Linked DNA regions of Hordeum vulgare: all the other regions are linked to region 2. A link is a contact called in public Hi-C data. All regions are on one chromosome and are shown on one strand. Each heading gives the region's core, a stretch centred on a gene start, on an enhancer-like site or on the middle of the called end of the contact. The rest is flanking DNA. Distances are from core to core; before and after follow the strand shown. Region 1 holds the start of LOC123452194 (serine/threonine-protein kinase STY13-like). Region 2 holds the start of LOC123398323 (protein LIFEGUARD 2-like). Region 3 holds the start of LOC123452187.

Region 1 (4,196 bases), core at 1,655-4,154, 150 kb before region 2:
ATTTTTTTTCCATGTATGGTGTAATCAAACATCACATTCAATCTATATGATTGGAGAAGTGACATTGAAATGCTATGTTTTTCTTATTTACATATTTTTTCATGTGAATCAACAACGACCTAAATCAACTTTTTTTTTTCTGAACCGGGCTAGCCCTTTCATCAATTTCTGAATTGAAAGAACAAGTTCTTGCCGCAGCAGGGAATGGGAAGGAGAAAAAGCAAGCCCATGCATTCTCAAAACCCTGCGGTGTATGACCACACTCGTGAATCATGACATACACTACAAGGTGAAAAGGACCTAAACCGACTGGCGGCCCTATAAGCAGACTTGTGAAAACACAAATGAAACTAGATTCTTATACTTGGAATATGGCTTCTAATGTATCTTTTCCAATTTCTCCGACTAGCTTTCAAACTACTCCCTCTGTACGTAAATATTTGTAGTTGGGGAGAACTAGACTAGTTCTCCCCAACTACAAGTATTTAGGTGCAGAGGGAGTAGTTAAGTTGAGTAATGGATAAAAGCTCAAAAGATAGAACTAAGGTTCAAAATCGTCGATAATACCTAATTGGACCAAAGATAGTATCATCAAAATATAAACAAAAGCTGATAGATTGCGAAATCCATCACCACCGCCAAAAAAGCCACATCGTCATTCTTAACAGCTAATACTTTCACAACGATAAAGTTGGCACACAACGACATGCTTCCCCGTCACCTTCTCCGCCCCCTGCACAACGGCCACTACCTTCACGACGACAAAACTGGCACCCAACCATGTTCTAAGCATATCGTCATGCTTCTCCCGCCACCATCTCCGCCCCTCCACAACGGCCATTACCTTCACAACAACAAAATTGGCACCCAACCATGTTCCTAGTATATCGTCATGCTTCCCCTGTCACTTTGTCTGCCCCCTCCACAACGACAAAACCGGCACCCAACCATGTTCCTCGTATACCGACATGCTTCCCCCGTCGCCTTCTCCGCTCCTTCCACAAAGGCAACCAAACATGTTCCTACTATACCGGCATGCTTCCCCCGTCACCTTCTCGGCCCCTTCACAACGGCTAATACCTTTACAACGACAAAACTGGCAACCTATCATGTTCCTAGTATACCGACACGCCCCCTGCCCCCCCCCCCCAATCACCTTCTCCGTCCCTTCCACCACTCATTACACATACATCACTCAATACCAACTATGGTGATAACAAGGTACCGCATGGAATTACTATGTGAAGCCATCAATCTCTCTTTTAGCAATTGCTGCCATGTCAATTTAAAATGTTGACATATCTAACAATACATTCTACACGTCTTAAAACACAATCAATAAACCTTTTTAAATTTAACACTAACCTATGAAAACTTATTTGGACAAGGGTATCACTAGATTAGTTATGAAAACATCCTGACAATTTCATTACAATGAATTGTGAGTGCATCCCCAATATTGTTGATAACATGGCAGCATTAAGGGTGTGCTTGACTTGCAGCCCCAATAATATATTTTTTTTTTGGCAATGGGCAAGTCAAGATTTGCAATGTCAAAACTTGCCAGCGTTTGATAACTTTTACTATGAACTAGTTGCCTCAATTGGTTGGTAAGTGGTGAGAGACATGCAACTTGAAATGGGCAAGCCAATGATTTGGCCACCATACAATCATTAGCCTAATATTTGGCATTGGCTTGCGAGTTTCCTTTTTTTGGGTGAGAAAGCTAGTGTAGCAGGGGCTGCAAACCAAGCACGACCCAGATCTCTCGCCATCCTAAATTGCTTTGAGAAAAGAAAAATACTACTGTATGAAGCAGATGGCAATCAGGCGAAACAGACTACTAGAAGAGACACATGATTGAATGATACAGGCGATAGAGGGGGGGAGCGCGTTTGATTTGTTTCACCTGCGACGTCGTTGCCGTCGTAGGTGCCGCGGTAGACGACGCCGAAGGTGCCGCTGGCGACCTGGTTCTGGATGTCGAGCTTGGCGAGGTCGATCTCCCACTCGAGGAGCTCCCCCGGCTGCGCGGGGGAGGCGCCCCGCTGCTGATCCAGCCAGACCTTGGAGCGCGTCTTCTCGAGCTGCATGTCGAGGTTGACGAGGTCGAAGCCGTCGGCCCGCAGGTAACCCTCGCCGTCGGCCGCCCTCATCTCGACGCCGCCGCTGCTGCCGAAGCTGCGGCTGCCGCTGGCGCCGGCGCCGCTGCTGCTGCCGGTGGCCGTGAGGGAGTTCATCAGATCGCCCGGCCGACGGATCGATCGGTAAACCGATCTCCCCCCTTTCCGTGCCGGCTAGCTAGCTAGATCGCAGCTAATGCGGCGCCTACGCCCGGACCGCGGAGAGGAGGTGGCCCGGATCGATCCTGTGTCCGCCCATGGGATGGATGGGGAGGAAAGGATTTAAAGCCGGGCGCGTGCGTGACGCCCGATCGGCTTGGACCGTAATGGCGATCCTCGGCTGGCTCCGGACCTATCTATCCACTCCACCCACCTCCCGCCGACGGACGCAAGCTCGCCCGGTCGCAGATGGGAACAAACGAGGCAGGCAGGCAAGCAACAACAAAGGAATCAACCGCGCGGGTGGAGGCGGGGTGGGGTAAGACGAAAACGACGCGGCGGGGAGAGATCGCAATCAGACAAAAGCGGAGCGAAGACCCGCGCGCGGATCGAATTAGCCGCGGAGGATGGACGAACGAATGCCGGTCGGATCGGCGGCCTCGTCGTCGGAAGAGGATCGCAGGCGGCGGCGGCGGCGGCGGCGGCGAGGAGGAGGAGCGGAGCCGGCGCGACGGGAGGCGAGATCTGCCTATTTTTAGGAGGGAGGCGCGTAGGGGGGCTGTTAATTCGGGAATGCGAGGGGGAGGGATTAGAAATGCGCGACGGGGAACGGGGATGGACGGCGACGGGGAGGCGAGAGGCAAGGGGAGGGCCGTTTTGTTTATTACCCGTTCCGTTGGCCAGAATCCAGGAGCGGAGCGGCGCAGCGACCGTTCCTCGCCCCCATGGGCCGTTGACTCTCTCGCCCGCTCTGTGCGCTAGGGCGGCAGTGGTATATTCTGCTGTTGTGCGCCGCGAAGGTGCGTGCCCCGCTTTGGCTCACCTCACCTCTTCCGTTCTGGTTCTCTCTGCTTCTGCGTCTCCGATGATGGTGACACGTTGTGATCTCTTCCGCGGAAATGGCAGCGGGGGATAGGAAAATTCGTTGGGTTTTTAATGGGATTGGTCAAAACTGTGAATGAATTATGCGAACCGGTCATGGGATTTCTCTGTTTTCTGGTAGTTTTTGGTCTAAGTGAAAATGATTAACTTGTATTGATTGATAGCATGAGTACAGTTTATATATGGAAACCGTGTAAAATTCGTCGGATGATAATGGAAGAAACATAAGCTGCTCGCGCTGCTCGACACATGCCCCGGCTCGCCTTATCTCTTTGACCACATTTCTCCTTCACACGTTATCTGTCGTGGTTTTGTCACGACACATGTCCTTGTGAAAGGATTTAGTGATGGAGCCATCGCACCTTGATAGCGACTCAAAGAGGGTGAGCGGAAACGAGACTCAGGTTTACCCAGGTTCGGCCCCTTCTGTGGAGGTAAAAACCTAAGTCCTGCTTTTTGTATATTGATGGTGGATTCGATTACAAGAAGGATGTAACTCGCCTGACCTAGCTCTCAATGGATTCTAACCTAGCCTATCTGCCCTAGAGACTCACCTTTATATACAGGTCGAGGTCCTAGGGGTTACAAAGTCCTAGCCACGTTACAAACCGTGGCTTTTCATATCTCTAAGTCGCCGTGTCTCCCAAGTCAGGAAACCTCCTTGGCGACTTATCTTCCTTCTTAATCTTGAACCGCCATCTAGCTCACGGGCCCTGGCAGCCCTTTGTCAAGGTCTCCTCAGACCTTGGGCCAAGGCTTATCTTGACCGTTAATGTAGAGTCGCCGTTTTCCTTGACCCGACCCAAAAGGGCGGGTTATACCGCAGGTAATATCCCTAACATTAGGCTCCAGATTGACTTGAATTTGTTCATGCCAATAAACCTTCACACTTGTTTTCGGCGACTCATACACGATCTCTGCTCTTCTTCAATAAGTGATGAGTCGCCAGGTCCTTTGTTGGTAACGTCATCTTCCTCACAATTTCTGGGATCTTGATGACATCACTCCCAACGGATCTTTTGTCTTATCATG
Region 2 (4,516 bases), core at 1,257-3,756:
TGCATTGGTCCTATGATTAAAGATAGATTTAGAAACTAGTCTGCAAATAAGAATAACGTGGCAGTGACGAATCCCTCGTGATGGATTTGTGAGGAGTTCAAATAAGAATAACGTGGCAGTGACGAATCCCTCGTGATGGATTTGTGTCCTCACGCTCCATAATCACGACAGTGTTCGATCTTATTCATACGGATGTCAGATCTTCACGCTCCATAATCACGACAGTGTTCAATCTTATTCATACGGATGTCAGATCTGAAGCTTGTATTTGAGGTGTTGCCTCACATTCAACGGCAGTGACCTCAATTTGGATGTGATTCGTTATTATTTTCTTTGGGGGGCGTTATAGTGGCGTCGGAGGCAGATAACGGCACTGATGTTAAATTTAGGGGATTCTTCGATCTTGTGCAATTCTTGGTAGTATTTGCTAGCGTTACGTTGCTTTTTTAGTTTTGTTGCATTTTTAGTTTTGTCAGGTTAGGACGATATAAATGAGACAAATATTACGATGGAAAATTTTTACTCCCTCCGTTTCTAAATATAAGTCTGGGTCTACATACAAAATAAAATGGATGAGTCTACACTCTAAAATGTATCGATATACATTCCTATGTAATTCACTAATAAAAATTCACTAATGAAACCTCTTATATTTAGGACCTCTAGAAAGAGGTATATTTAAGAACGAAGGAAGTAGTTTATAAGTAAGGAAGTAGTTTATAAGTCCGGCACGTGTATCTAGGTCGTCAATTTACCAACTTAATGAGAGACATATATTAAAAAATATCATTAGAAACTTTACATTTTTTTAATGATATATTTTTTATGTTAAACAATATATTTTATGTGAGTCAAATTAACTATCTACCTACATGTGATGTCTTATAAACTGTGACACGAAAGAAGGGAGAGAGTAGTGAACGTGCCCCACGGCAGGTCGATCTCGCTCGACAGAAACGGACCCATAGTAATGGAGCAGTATAATTCTAGATGGCCCAAGCGCCCACGCCGAGGAACGCAGGCGCACACGATTCTGTCCCTGGCTTCCTCACCCCGCAGCTAGCGTCGACGACAACACGTCCAAACCCGCAAGGCGCAAGATAAGATGATGGATGCCAAGAGAACTTGCATAACATTTTACCAGAGGCAGACGCACAGCTAAAACAGGAGAGCCAACTAGCTAGCAGTAGCTGCTCCTGAATTCCATCCCATTCAGCAATCTTGGCAAATTACGATGCTACATAGACCAAATTATGTAAAGCAAGTCAAAATTAACTTACAATAAATTGTTTCACACACAAGCAAAGCAGATTCGTAATGTAATGGCAGGGGAAGGATTAGGACAGGAGGAGGGGCTACGCTACAGGGCAGGGGGTTGATGCAGGCAAGGCAGGCACTTCAGGAATCGGACGCCCTGAAGAGGGTGAGCAGGGAGAGGAAGAGGTTGATGACGTCGAGGTAGAGCGCGACGGCGGCCCAGACGTACTCGTCGTAGGAGTAGCGCTTGATGAGGTTGTCGGTGTCGTAGATGATGTAGCCGCAGAAGACGAGCGCGGCCAGCCCGCCGTAGACCATGAGCGAGATGCGGCCCAGCGGGAAGAATGCCTGGATGAGCGCGAACACCATGAGGATCATCACCGCCGCGAACAGGAACGGGCCCAGGAAGTTGAAGTCGTGCCCGCGGCTCGCCGCCCAGAAGGTGTACGCCGTCAGGCTCACCACCACCACCGCCGTCAGGATGGCCGACTCCAGGATCACCTCCCCCTTGGTGAAGGCGCAGGTGAGCCCCACCGCGAAGCTGATGGCCACCGTGAAGAGCGCCAGCAGCAGCAGGTTCACCGGGTGCCGCTGGTAGTAGTAGTACAGAGGACACAGCACTGCGGTTCCAAACACACGGCCGGGCACGGTGAGCGACAGTCACACACATCGAATCGAAGGAAACAGAGCATGCATGGCAACGAAGGATTGGTTTGAGATCGCGCGCGCGTCGCATAACGTAAGGAAAGGGGACGTACCGATGAACGGGAGGATGATGAGGAAGATGTAGAGCCCGAAGCCGGCGGGAGAGGAGACGAAGAAGAGCGCGACGGGGCGCACGAAGACGACGACGGAGGCGACGGCGATGGTGAGCAGCATCTGGATGGAGAGGATGGTGTACACCTTGCGGACGAAGGCCCAGCGCAGCTGCGGGCTCTCCAGCATCATCGGGTACAGCGGCCGAGCCGCCTGCCCGGCCTCCGCGTCGCCGCCCCACTCGGGGCCCTTGGGCGGCGGCCGGAAATACATCGTCGTCGGCGTTCTTCGGTCTACCTTCCCTTTCCCTCTCCTCTACGACGACGGTGCGCGGATCGAATGGGATGGCTCGGGGTCCCGGAGCAGAGCACGTGTCGCCTTGGTTCCTTTCCCGGTGCGGTTGTGCGGCGGTGCGGTGAGGGCTGGCGTGGGGCGGAGAGTTTTAAGGAGAAGAGAGGAGAGGGGAGGGGACAAGACGGGACGGAGGATGGCGCGGGAGAGGAAATGAAGGTTCAGGAGGCTTCTCGGCGGTTGGGGGTCGTGTGTGGCGGTTCCGGGAGGCTGACGCGTGGGGCCTGCCGGGATGGCTGACCTTCTGGTAAGTCTGGTTGGTCTCTGGTGGCGTCTGGAGGGGGGGAGAAAGCTGTGCCGCAAAATATGTGCGTTGCCTTTGCCTACTGACGAGGGTTATCCGTGGTTTGCTTCCTTCAGGTGATTACCTGCCTTCTCTTTCCAAGTATCGCGCGACCTATTTATAGGCCTGCTTTGCAAAATTAAACCCTCCAGTTTCATAACAGTTAGTACTACTCTACAAAAATCCTTAAAAAACAGTAACTCAAACTTCCCGAAAAAAAACAGCAACTTTTTTTAATGAGGAAAAAAAAACAGCAACTCAAACCATGCCTGTGGCAACGGCGCAGAGCGTCCTCATGGGCAAATCTGCGGTTGGCCCAAGGGCGAAGGCGATCAAAGCGATGTTCCACTTCTTCGATGAGGTGAAAGTGACGTGGGTACGAAGATTTGTGAATTCTGCAGCGCTTAAATTAGCTAGAATAGGTGTTGCGGAGGATCTTTGTAAAATGTGGCTTATGATTCCACCGAATTTTATTTTTGATGTGGTCTCAGATGAGACCCCAGACTTGTTTTAAGCTGAGTTAATAAAGCGACGAATTTCCTCTAAAAAAAGCGTTCTCATGGTAGACTCGGCCAAATGGGCCGATCTGTCGGGCCGGCTAGGTCCGTCCTAATCGTGTCAGGCACGGTTCGGTTTGAACTCCTACCTGCCGCTCGTTGCGGCAGGGGCTCGCTCCCACTGGACCGGACCAATTTTTTTTGTCTAAAAAAATCGGATAACTTCATTTTTTCTTCTTTTTTTTCGTTTTCTGCTTATTTCATTTTTTCCTTTTTTGGCTCGTTTTTCTTCCCGTTTTCCTTTTTTCTTTTTTGGTCAAAACAAACAATCGTTGAATTTCTCAATCATTTTTCAAGAACATGAATGTTTTTTAAACCAGAGAACAAATTTGAAAGCATGAATAATTTTTTAAAGGACGAACATTTTTAAATATTGAGAACAAATTTTAAAATCAAGAACAATTGTGAAAAATGTTGAACAAATTTGGGACAGCGATTTTTTTTAAAGTATAAACATTTATTGAATCTTGAGAATAATTTTTTGAAACGGAGAACAATTTTGGAAACCAGGAACAAATTTGGAAGCGTGAACATTTTTTGAATCGTTAGAACAAAATTTAAAAATGAGAATTTTTTTAAAAATACTGAACAAATTCATAAACGTGATTTTGTTTTGAAAACACGAACATTTTTTAATCTTGAGAACAAATTTCGAAAAACAAGAACATTTTTCAAATACATTTTAAAACATATAGAACATTTTTTGAAAATCTAGAACATATATTGAAAATCCAGAACATTTTTCTCAAAAGTAAAAACATTTTTCGAAAATACCGAACATTTATAGAAAATACAGAATATTTTTTGAAAAAAGCAGAAAGATTTTCGGAATTTGAAGAATGTTTTTTGAAAATCCAAAAGACTTTAAAATGCAAAAAATATTTTTCAAGTTTGAAGAACAAGTTTTGAAAATCCAAAACATTTTTTGAAACAAAAACAGGAAAAAAAAGAAACAAAACAGAATAAAGAAAAAAGGAAACGAATACAAGAAGAACCGGTTCAGCGAACCTTCTAGAATTTTCTCAAAACCGGAAAAACCAGTTGGGAACATCTAGAAGTTTCCCAAAACCGGAGGCCTTGGAACTGTTAAACCGGAGGCCCACTCCCAAATCATGGCTGGGTGTTTGTGTGAAGCGCTGACTATTTGACACAACACACGTCAAATAGGATTTTTTGTCCGGTTGACAGGCGTACGTTCAGTAAACGAGTCGTGTCATGCCAGCCTATGTGTTGCGTCTTCAGGTCCATGCACAGTGTGGTTACTAGACGGGCTGACACATTGATCCATTTATGACGATGTGCTGCTTATTTT
Region 3 (4,070 bases), core at 1,222-3,721, 230 kb after region 2:
TCTCTCGCAAATTAAACAGCAAAAACGTGCGGAAACGACAAAGGTGCATCAGGCAGATTTACAGCAGCTGTGGGTTCTATATACATGAATTGAGCAATTACTTCACTATCTTCAGTATCACAAAAGAAGATTCATCGTCCCTGGATATGGTTCAGACATGTGATTTCTGTAAACCCACATGCCTTTGCATGATCATAACGCTTTTACTTCCTTCATCACACCCTTGGCCATTGTGGGCTGACTACCTGCAGAGTTGAAACAATGAGGATGCAATTTCATTTGACTAGTTTCCGCAGATTCGAAGGCGCTGCTACGAACCTCTAATGTGCTGAAAACTAGCTGCATCCGACTTGCGACCACTGATGGCTCCTCTGAACTGCCTGTCACAGCCATCTGTTCCAACTGCAATGTCTTCACTGGCAGCCTGCATGTCCGGTTTGAATGCGGTCAGGATCATTAGACAAAAAGGGAAGAAAATGCTTACAGAAAACTTTCTTACCATGCCATGCCCTTGGTGTAATAAGCGTTTGCTATCAGCGCACAAAATCCTTTCCACTGATGCAAGACGTCGGCTGACACCGGTGGGGTAGTGGACCACCTGATGACCGTTGGCTGCGGTGTGCACAGGATTGTAATGAACACTATACTAAGCCACAGGATGCACTCCTTTACCTACAGTACATGAAAAAACCATCGTTGAGACAAATGGAATGAGAACACCGAAGATCTTGTGAAGGGTGCTTACAATGATGAACATGTCCTCTGTTGGGCTACAGCCTAAATGGTATACCTTATATCAAGCTTCATATTTTCCCAAATATGATTTGTTGGACTGCATCTACCGACAATCGTTAACATATTTAGAAGAAAGTAAAGATATGGTGATGGAATATATCAAAGCAAAACTCGTCGGTTTGAGTGTAAGACTCTGAATACTACAGAGCAGAGCATAGTTTAGATCAAAGATATTTGGACATAAATGGTACAAGTTGTTAACTGAAGTGGTCTAATTCATGTTTGAGAATGTGCTAACCTCAAAAGAACTGACTTTGAAGCTCAAGCTTGTTCCTCCTCCATAGGATCGTAGGCCTTCAATTTTGACGCCAGAATCTTTGATATCCAGAAGTTCCTTCCTAAGCCCCTCTTCTGTACAGCCTAGGGCATATGCCTGCACTCCAGCACTAACAAACCCCTGGTAACATTAAAAGACAGACTTTATGATTATTATGGACAGAAATTATGTCAAGCACATCAAATAATGAAGAATCTCAACAAGAACCAGTACTTTTATGTTATCTCCTCCTCCTCGATCAATGACATTCTTATACTGCTTGAATAGGCTGGTCGCTATATTGCGCGATGAGCGGAAGTCCTCATCCGATGAAGCATTAACATGAAACCGATGCTGCACACAACACAATGGTTCAATATAAACAAAAGGTGATTGAGAATTCAACACATCACACATGGGAGGTCAGTGGATAAGCATACCGTACCAGCCAGTGCCTTGCAGTTCTCTCATTTAAGCTTCTCTGAAGATAATGGCTGACTCTGGTAAAGTTGACTCTGAAGCTAGAAACAATGTGTGGCTTCTGTACATGATGGCCTTCAACGGAACTACAAACTGCGTTGCCACCCAATAAATTGCTACACGAACCAGCGGCGTTTTTGGGGAACGGTTTCAGCTCTTGGTAAGCACCGGGCCTGACGAACAGAACGGGTCCGTGTAGCGCCGGCATGACTGGTCGCTCATCAAGCTGCGGCAAGGTGCTCGCACATTTCTCCGGCAACTGGACAGGATTTCAGAAGCCGCCGGCAACTTAAGTCTACAATAGAGAATGATTTGATCAGCCACAGATAAGGAAAATTGCAACAGAAAACTGCCGGTGCTGTACTACTCACAAAGATCCTCTCTACTTCTTGCAACACATACTGAATTTAAAGTTTAAAATTTACAAGCTACTAGAGCACTCTACATACTACGACATCCTTTTATTTTGAGATTCCCATGCTGTTGATTACTTTAGTGCGCCATACGAGGATATGCATAACCAAGATGGACAGCAAGCATCAAGTTGTACAAATCAGTAGCTCGTGAATGGCCCACGCACAAATTCGGCTATTTCTCGACCGCAGACAGCCCAGCCTAGTGAAAATCTTGGAAATGACACGGAACTGGAGATTCTTCCAGACCAGAAATCCAAACCCCAAACAGCCAAATACTGCGCGTACCGGATCGGACAGATGCAGATAAATCAATCCGTTCAACCGGAACCAGATCAAAAGACAGGGAAGCAAAGGTGTTGGGGAAGAAGAATCAGTACCACCGGAGGAGGCGGGGAGCTGCCGGAAGAAGCCGAACGAGAGAATCCGCAGCCAGGAAGACGGCGAAGGGGATTGTGCGGTGAGGAGGTGAAAATAGAAACACCGTCGAGGGTTTACTGGTTAAAAGAAGCGGCGACGGAAATGTTGTGGGGAAGGGAGGGGAAATTCAGGGGCCACAATAAAAAATGACTGGCGAGGCCGGCGGCGACGTGGACCCCGCAGGGAGCAGCCCATCGCTCTCGGATGAATCTGTTTTGAAACTTCATATGTTTTCAGTCGTGGCCCGTTGGTGGCCCAGGAGATTAAAAAAAAAGCTCCCTCTGTATCTTTTCCCTTCAGAAAAAAAGATGAGCACACGTCTAAAGTTGAGCACGACACGGACAATCCAGGACCATATTGCCGGTACTAGCGTCGACGTAACATGCAGCGCTTTGGTGATGAAATAGTAAATCAGAGGCCAAGGCAAGCATAAATATTTTTTGTTTTGTTTTTGGAAGAGGAACAATTCAAGGCAGCCGGACGGTGGACCATAGGCTGCAAAAAAAAAAAAACCCGGCGAAACTCCTTGGCGCCTCCTGGTGCAGCGTGCAAATGAGTGTTGGCCAAAACCTTTGATATGATGCACGAAGCCATCACAAGCAAGTCGAATGCACGAGAGTTCAAACAGAAAAGAAAAAACTAGTTGAAATTCAGGAGCTTGTAAAAGTAACGATTGAGAAATTGTTGGCGTAGACAAGAAGACATGAGAAAACTAATGCCAAATATATAGCAATTGAAAGGCAGCTCGCAACAATGCCTCCAACAAAAAAACAAATCTTGCAGGGTGATTGTTAATTTTAAACTTCGTGAGTTGCAAGACTCCTCTTGCGGCCACCAACGAGCAGCAAGGAGATCCGTAATAAGGGCTTTCAGAAACAGTAGGAGCTAGGCAAAGAGCTTGCACTTTGGTTCGGTGTTTTCCTGTTGAGCACATGTTATAGAGGTAATAATAAAAGTGTTATTATTCTATTTCCGTATTCATGATTAAATTCACATTCCTATGCTAGAATGACAATGGTACTTTAATATGAGATTCAGATGCAAAATTAGTTGCATGTGTAGAAAGAAACGCTAAACAGTTCCCTGGTCATGCCTCTGGACTAGATCATGTATTGTTGATAGTTATGTTTCCCTAACTATTGGCATTTCTAAAGTAACAAGGGTTCATGCAATAATAAGAACACATTGTTAGACTAGCAGTAGTGTGGATAGACCCAACTTACGAAATACTATAAGATCATGTCGTCAATCTATCATCGGTATTTTCAAATAGAGTGTTAACGTTTACTTGCATTCTTAGACCATGCTAATATCGTAGACCTTGATACTAGAGATGGTTACTTTGGGGTTGCCAAATGTTACTCCATAAGTAGGTAATTATAAAGGCGACTTTCGGGTACGCCAGAAGAATATGTCCTAGTGCTTGATGTGTCAAGACTAGGATTTGCCCCTCCAGCGATGGAGAGATATACTCTGGACTCACTCGGTATTACACCACCTAGCATTGCGTGACCAGTTACAGTGATTAAGATGTTATTCATGGGAATATTGTAATAAAAAAATGAGAAAAGAGTACAAGCCAATAACGAGAATAACTAGGCATAGTAATCGAGGTGTTGATCAGGGGGATACTATTAAAAGTCTCGCCTTGTGTTTTGTAGTGTACCATGAGGCAAAGGAAATTGTTTGCGATAACAAAAGATTCA

What was found. Hi-C and Micro-C count contacts between places; a contact is called where the count stands out from the background.
Region 1: a Hi-C map of seedling shows a contact between it and region 2, with 4 times the contacts expected there. The contact joins the promoter of LOC123452194 here to the promoter of LOC123398323 in region 2. A contact is called at or near these places in 4 of 6 Hi-C or Micro-C datasets (leaf and seedling) and 1 of 1 datasets of contacts at active chromatin or transcription factors (embryo).
Region 3: a contact with region 2 is called in a Hi-C map of leaf, with 3 times the contacts expected there. The contact joins the promoter of LOC123452187 here to the promoter of LOC123398323 in region 2. A contact is called at or near these places in 2 of 6 Hi-C or Micro-C datasets (both in leaf) and 1 of 1 datasets of contacts at active chromatin or transcription factors (embryo).

Annotation. Positions count from the first base shown.
Region 1 is chr5H:525,809,474-525,813,669 of MorexV3_pseudomolecules_assembly, reverse strand. It overlaps LOC123452194 (serine/threonine-protein kinase STY13-like), which reads right to left and starts at 2,904. Exons shown (of 3, transcript XM_045128802.1): 1 at 1,910-2,904. The coding sequence starts at 2,240.
Region 2 is chr5H:525,656,341-525,660,856 of MorexV3_pseudomolecules_assembly, reverse strand. It overlaps LOC123398323 (protein LIFEGUARD 2-like), which reads right to left and starts at 2,506. Exons shown (of 2, transcript XM_045092806.1): 1 at 2,016-2,506; 2 at 1,252-1,877. The coding sequence starts at 2,286. The coding sequence ends at 1,399.
Region 3 is chr5H:525,428,807-525,432,876 of MorexV3_pseudomolecules_assembly, reverse strand. LOC123452187 reads right to left here and starts at 2,471. Exons shown (of 7, transcript XM_045128792.1): 1 at 2,325-2,471; 2 at 1,497-1,826; 3 at 1,286-1,405; 4 at 1,034-1,192; 5 at 500-672; 6 at 319-424; 7 at 1-245. The coding sequence starts at 1,739. The coding sequence ends at 216.